2 separate regions of the Urocitellus parryii genome follow, and region 2 is linked to region 1. The links are chromatin contacts, called in public Hi-C maps. All regions are on one chromosome and are shown on one strand. The core of a region is the stretch at or near the end of the contact, and the rest is flanking DNA. Distances in the headings are between cores, read along the strand shown. Region 1 holds the start of Mrpl32 (mitochondrial ribosomal protein L32). Region 2 holds the start of Stk17a (serine/threonine kinase 17a).

Region 1 (3,756 bases), core at 1,158-3,657:
CCTACATCGGTTCACTTCAATGCTGCGTCTGTTTTTGGGAGCTGCCATCCAAAAGATGTTATCCAAAAAGCTGGAATTCTCCTTACTTCCACTGGAATCATTTGTAAATATGGCTGGACCCTGGACTGCTAATGCTGGTCCTATAAAATAAAACATGGAGATACAAAATCAGTTTCTAGCTCCTAAGAGACTATTTACAGATATCACTATCCTTGCTAACCAACTGTGATATGTTAATCAACACAAACATGTGTAGACATACTGATAGTTTAGAATGTTCAATAGAAATTTAACATGAAACCTTAGCTAGTAAAATATATAGAATTAAAGCTAATAAAGAAAGGATAACTAAAAGAACACAAATAGAAATTTATTTTAATGAAAACTGCGGAAATGAGTTAAGAGAAATTACATCAAGAGTTTCTCATCTCATGTAGTATAGAACTCAGGAATTTAGTAGTAAACATGAATAAAAGAATGACAGGTGCCTAACTTCAAAAAGAAAAAAAAAGAAGAAGAAACAAAATCACTCAATTGTCCACATTTTACTTGGTGGGCAGCTAAGTAATTAATGTACACATAGATCTGATTAAAATTGACTAAATGCACTTCTGACCTGCACTGGGATAACTGTGTACTAGCCTCTTAAAATTAGTTCATTTATCAAATCACATGGTAAGTTCCTCAAATCTCTAAGTTCTTCAATAATATTTAATCTTGACTCCTGTCTGATCACTATGGAAAAGACAGCTCACCATTTCTTTGTATATTTTTATTTGTGATTATCAATGTCTCATTTTTGTTTTTCTAAATTGCTTATAAAAATCAAAGAGATTCCTTTACTCCTTCTTGGCTATTCTTGAGATTTACAACACTACTTTTGTTTTTTAAGAACTCTTAAAAGTACATAAAAATCTCTACATTTAACAACTGATATTCTTTTTCAATAGATCTAAAAGTATTGCTAAGCATGGCCCAGTGGTTAATAACGCAGAATCTGGACTGTCTGTGGGACGCTGAGATTTTTCTAAGTCTATTTCTTCAGTTGAAAAGTGGTGAAAATTTATGGGATTGTTGAGAAGCTTATCCCAGGAAGTGGTTGGTGAAAATGTACTTAGCCCAGTGTTTGGTATATTGTAGTACATATTTTCTTGGTCTATATCTGTTTAGATTGCCTAGGTATTATCACTTTGGGGATATTTAGTAAATGTCAAAGCAATAACAGTTTTAACATCCAAAATATTTTCAATTAAAACTCGTTCCTCAACGAATACAAGGAATCAGAATTAATCTGCACAGAGCTCAAGCACCACAGAGAAGAACAAGTTGCATCCTGTGGACAATGGAACTGAAAGAAAAGACAATTGGGATCCGCAGTGGCCAGCCATAGTGCCAACTGAGAACTGCTTAAGTATACACACAGGACAACTCTAAAACTCCTGGACAAATGAGACTTAACAGAACTCTAGCACCACTTCTGGCAACATAAGGTCATGTCCCTGGGATGACCTCAGCTCTCCTTAAAGTTTAAGCCTGAGAAAGTTTCACGCTAACAGGAAACTTTATTTTTGGTCTAGCCAATACACACCTGAATAGGCACCTGAATTCCTTATCTTACAGGATCTACTAAAAAGGAATTACAATTGTAAAGACATATCACTTTCACCTCCAAAGCATCTCTCTCAAGAACCCAAGGCCATTCCTTTGGAATATAATCAATGATCAAGAAGGCTTCTGTCTCTCGGTCTCTTATGTGCGAACAGAACTCTACCTTGGATACCTGCGAGCTAGCAGACACAGCTGTACTAATCCCACTTACAATGACCAACCAGCCCCTCGCTCCATTTCACTTCTCTTACTCTTCCGACTCACTTGCCTCCATTCTCCTTTTAAAACGCCTGTATCACCTCTGTAAATTGGAATGAAACTCAGTTCTTTCTTCCTTCAGAAATTACTCGAAAGCATCTGTTTTCAGCATTTTAACAAAATTTGGCTGTGCTAATCCTTAACAAGCTAAGGCGCTTGGGTAACAATCTACATAAGAATGGACAAGAACAGAAAATTTATTTATTTGCTCGATGTGCACAAATAGCTGCTATGGTTTCCTGGCTAAAGTAAGGAACCACGTCCCCCTATGCGCCTCCGGGAATGAGAAAGGCCAAGGACAAAAACCAGGAACTGTGTCTACCAAGCAGCCTGGGTCTCCTCATTGATCCACTTCCTACGGAGCCTTTCTTTACCTACCCCACGGAGGAGCTGGATACCCTGGCCAGCTCTTTTGAAGTTTTCGCTGCAGAAGCTCCCAGCAGTTTCGGAGCAGCCCCCGTGCAGCGGGCCACGGAGGCACCACAACCAGGAGCATGCCAGACGCCATCTTCATTGCCGGAAAACGGAACTCACTGGGCTGCTGGATCCTGCCCCTATGAATGTGCACAAAGACCCAGAGTCGGGCAAATCTACCTTATAGAACTACAACTCCCAGAATGCCCCTGAGGTGGCTCTGACTCTGCTCCAATCAGAGAAAAAGAAGGAAAGGAAGAGGGCGGGGAAATGGAAAGAAATCGACCGCGGTGCGCATGTGCGCGAGTGTGCTTTGGTTCTCCGGGTAAAGATGGCGGAGCGCGGTTACAGCTTCTCGCTGACTACATTCAGGTATTGAAGGGACCCCAGGATCCTGCACGTAGCAAAGGTTGCAGGAGACTACCCGACCCCACTTTATTTGTAGTGGCTTGTGCCTTAGAATTTCCGGAGGGTCCAATGGGAAGTGGAGTTGGAAATGCAGCTTTGCAAAGTCATTTGCCGGGCCGGCTGGGGAACGGGAAAGCCTCGAAAGTCATGGTTCCGGCAGGCCTTAGGAGCCCTTTTGGGGGACCTGGGAACAACTGGAGATTATGGGACCGGGAAGCTGCTAGGCAGGAATTCACTTTCGCCTTGAATACAAGAAAAGGAGGAGTTAGCTTGCTCCTGGTGACCCGTTCAGAATTCAGAATTTCCTTCTTGACCAAAGTAGGCCCCATGCAGGAGTGCCTGAAACTCGGAATCTCATGTGGGGTTGCATTTTTTTTTTTTTAAAAAAAAAGAATCTTGGCTTTACGATTAGGCCGGAGTCTTGGTTACAGTTTGGCCCTAGTGGCTTGAAACTTATGCTTTCGGTTTCTTCCGTGTCCCAATTAGAAGCGTAAGGACTAAAAAATGAAAGCGCTGATGTTTCTATCAATTAGGTTGTTGTGAGCCCCAAAATAACTAGGCTACAATATATGTTTTGGTCATTTTGGTTTTGTACGGAGGAATGCTTAAAGAGTTTAGGTTTTTTTCTGTTATAAAACAGGGAATTAAAGTAATATTCTCAAAATACAGTTGAGGTGAAACATCGTACCCAATGTAAGAAAACCATCACTGAAGAATTTTTAAAAATGACCAGGGAAGGATTCTAGTTTGACCATTTTCTTAAGGATCAGTAATGTCCCATTTAGTTGTCCTGTCTGACTACTGAAGGCACAGAGGATCTAACTTGTTGAATACTTTCTGTGTTGGTGCAACTTAATCCTCCTCCATTGCTTTACCTACCACCTGTAATGAATGTTATCTCACCATGTTACTGAAGAGCTATCCACACTTGGACAAATTAACTTGTCCAAGGTCATTATTGAGTAATTAAGTGGACATACACTTTTTATTGCATGTTGTCTTACTAAAATTAAAAAAAAAAAAATGTCTTCCTCTTGGCAGTTTTCAGTATGTCAGGGTGCAATAGTG
Region 2 (3,767 bases), core at 312-2,811, 570 kb before region 1:
CTGAAAAGTTATCTTAATATTTGTAAAGCTGTGCCTTTTTAATAATTTGTGACCAATTCCTTTTCCAAGACCCCAGCTGAAGGCTATCCTAACTGTCAGGGCCTTTCCCATTACAACATGGAGGTATTTTGCAACCATTCACAGGCTTGCAATAAAGGTGAACATGAACGCTATGTGCCAGGCCCAGTGGTATGCACTTTCCAGGCACTGTATCTTCACAACATCTCCATGAGGTAAGTACTGTCGTTATTCCGGTTTATTGATGAGAAAAGTGAGGCCGAGGAGTCTTAAATCATCCACCCAAAGGCAAACTCATGAGGAAGGGCAAGGCATATTGAACTCAGGTCTGACCTCCAACAATTTCTCTAAACTGTCTCAAAAGAAGAGTCTCAAAAACCCCATAGAAATCGCTATATCACTCTTCTTAAACAAACAAAATGTAAAGCATCCAAACAGGCTTCGCTTTAACAATTAAAAAAAAAAAAAAAAGGAAAGGAAAAAAGAAATCTAAGTTCTTCCTAACCCCCATAAAGAGCAGGGCAGGCAAGAGTCGGCTCACAGAAAAGTAGAAAGAGTGATAAAAGGGTCAAGACCCTACAGATGAAACTTATCTGAATTACCGAAATATTTTAGAACAACAACAACAAAAAAGGCACAAAACCAACCACGAAAAGGAAAACGATGAAGGCAGCAGAAGGCGGCTGAAGTTAATACAGCAACCGGTGCAAAGGAAGCTGTCACTACTGATGCTGCAGTTCATGAAGGCCACAGAGAGCGGTGGAGAAATCCGGAAAAGTCTAAAGGCAAAACCAAAGCTGACTTCATAAGCCTCTAGTTTTATTTCAGATCTGCAGTGTGGTTCACACACTAATCTCGCTAAATTACCATTTAAATCATTACAGATGGTGAAAAGGCGTGAGCAGAGGAAGGCGTCAAGGTTCGCGGTAACCAGAGGCAACGAATACCTCGCTCTTTCGTACTTTGCTCCGATGGCCAGCAGCTAGTCGCTTGCGGAGCTCACACCAGCTCTGCGGAGGGCAGCGACTCTGCCGCCCTAGTCGCCGCCAGCCCCTAAGTTTGTGCCAAGTCACCAAGCGCGTTATCGGTGCTTAACGCCACTTCCAGCCGCGGTACTTATCGGCGAGTACCTGGAGGCTCTGCACCCGGCCGAGGTCGTCCCGCTCCCCGGCCCCCCTCCAGCCCTTACCTGCCCAGCTCTCGGCCAGGGCTCAAGGTGTAGCCGTCCTGGAAAGGCTCAGTGCGCACGGCAGCGCGGATCTCTGTCAGCAGCCCGCGGGTTTGGGGCGGCGGCAGCCGGCGCGGCGCGCTCTGACTCCGACTCGCCTGGCCCGAGCCTGAGGTGGCAGCCAAGGAGGAGCCGCCGCTGCCCGGCTTCTCCAGAGGGATCATGGTGCTCGGGCGTTCTTCCTTTTCTGCCGCTCAGCTCGCTCCCGGTAGCCGGCGGGTAACGGGCCCGCCTTCGGCTGCCTCGTGGCGATCCGTGGAGTCTTCAGACACACGCTCTACCCGATGCGGAGCTAGGACTGCGGCCGGCAGGTTCCGGTCAGCTCCGCCCCGCACCCGACTCTGCCCCTCTCGCAGGCCTCGCCCACCCCACAGGCCCCGCCCCTCGGCGATCTCCCGTGGGGTCCTGAGCGCCCGATGCCTCATGCGCGCCCTCTGCAGCCGAGAAAGAGAAGGTGCAGCCTGACGGGCTGTCTGGGCGGCATGAAGGCAATGCACAGCGCCTCCCTTTGGTTAGGAGGACCGAGTGTGTCAGCTGTGTTGAGCACCTGTTGAGCATCTGGGAGTTCCAAAGCTGACTCTGGGTCAAGGGAAAGAAAGGTCCAAGAAATGAAATCATAGAGATACCTAAAGGAATAAGGAAAAATAAAAAGGGTTGATACGTGGCCAGATATGAATAAATATTAAACATATGAAAGGACAAAATAATGTCATGTGGGGTTTAAATCAGAGAACTAAAATATATACAATAATAGAACAAAAAGTAGAAAAGAGTAATTGGAATTAAAATGTTCTAGCATTGTGTGAGAATTGAGAAAAATACTTTTAATAATCAAGAATGAAAATTATAATCTCTAGAGTAAGAGTTAAAATAATAGAAAAATTAATAACAAGCTAGTAAGATGTCAAATAAAATAATGAAAATATTTAATCCATAGGAGCAATAAACAGATAAGGAATTGACTAACAGAAACAGATGGCAAATTTAAAGTTTTAAAAATTACAATAACATTAAATATAAATGGAATCTATGTACCTCCCAATTAAAAGTTAAAGTTTGTACATAACATTAAAAATAATCTCAACTATAATGTTGCTTCTAAGAGATACCTTTAAAGGCAATATAAATGTTGAAATAAAAAGAATGCAAAGAATTATGTCATATGAATGGTACCTAATTGAAAGCTGATATAGCTATAAAAATATAAGACAAAGTGAATTTTAAAAAAATATTTTATTTTTTAGTTGTAGTTGGATGCAATACCTTTATTTTATTTATTTTTAATATGGTACTGAGGATCAAACCCAGGGCCTCACATGTGCTAGGTGAGTGCTCTACAGCTCAGCCACATCCCCAGTCCGACAAAGTGAATTTTGAAGCAAGAAGTATTATTAGAAATAAAAATTCTTTGTGATGAAAGCATCAACCCCCAAACACTGTAATAATTATAAATTTGTATAATCTTAAAAGTATAGCACTGAAATATACAAACCCAAAATACAGGACTAAAAGAAGAAATATACAAATCCACACTCCAAAACTAGTTTTTTTTTTTTTTTTTGTACTGGTAACTTACCCCTCTCTGTAAATGATAGAACAAGAAGACAAAAATAGGAAGGATATACAAGTTTTGAACAATACAATCAAGAAAACTGACATAACTGAAATACACACATACATATATACACAACGCTGCAGAATACATTTTCTTTTGATGTAAGGAGAATATTTATTGATCATATACTGGCTCATAAAGCATATCTCAACAATTTTAAAGGATTAAAATTCTATAAAATCTATTCTATAATTTTGGTGGAATTAATCAAGAAACAAAATGTTACCTATCATTTTGATATATAACAACCACAGTCAGAAGCCCTATAAAATCACAAATGCATGAAAATTAATTAGTTTGCTTCTCATCTATGATGATAAAAATATTGGAACAACATTGTATACTATTTGATGCCCATTCATGATTAATTTTAAAAATTAACAACCTAGAAAGAGAAAAGTATTTCCCAAACTTAGTAAGATCTCTCTCAAAACCTACAGAAGAATTACTCTTGGAATCTGGGCATAGTAAAGACACCAGCTCTTACCACTTCTATTCAGTGTTCAGCAGAGAACCTAAATAATGTAATAAGACTAAAGTGGCATTAATACTGAAAAGGAAGAGTTTAAATGGTCAGGAAGGAACAGATTGTTAAATATCTGCAATTCAAGTACTCCTCTAGAATATCCAAAAGGGTCAACTGGAAAGAATGAAAATTAATAAATTTTACAAAGACAATTAAATTTAAAATAGATCAACAGCATTCTTATGTAAAGCTATATGAGACATGAAAGAGAATAGGGAGATTACTCCATTTGCAATTGAATGAAACAATTCAATTGAATGAAGTATGTAGTAACAACCCTAACAAAAAATGCAGAAAGCCTACATTTCATTTTGAAAGACATAAATATTCTAAGAGACATAAGAGAAGACTTCAAAAAATGGATATACATGATATGTTCT

Evidence for each region. Hi-C and Micro-C count contacts between places; a contact is called where the count stands out from the background.
Region 2: a Hi-C map of liver shows a contact between it and region 1, with 3 times the contacts expected there. The contact joins the promoter of Stk17a here to the promoter of Mrpl32 in region 1. A contact is called at or near these places in 2 of 2 Hi-C or Micro-C datasets (liver and muscle).

The regions. Positions count from the first base shown.
Region 1 is chr3:99,322,021-99,325,776 of mUroPar1.hap1, reverse strand. Mrpl32 (mitochondrial ribosomal protein L32) reads right to left here and starts at 2,407. Exons shown (of 3, transcript XM_026410659.2): 1 at 2,245-2,407; 2 at 1-140. The coding sequence starts at 2,380. Psma2 (proteasome 20S subunit alpha 2) reads left to right here and starts at 2,580. Exons shown (of 8, transcript XM_026410655.2): 1 at 2,580-2,652. The coding sequence starts at 2,612.
Region 2 is chr3:99,894,534-99,898,300 of mUroPar1.hap1, reverse strand. Stk17a (serine/threonine kinase 17a) reads right to left here and starts at 1,561. Exons shown (of 6, transcript XM_026410658.2): 1 at 1,208-1,561. The coding sequence starts at 1,410.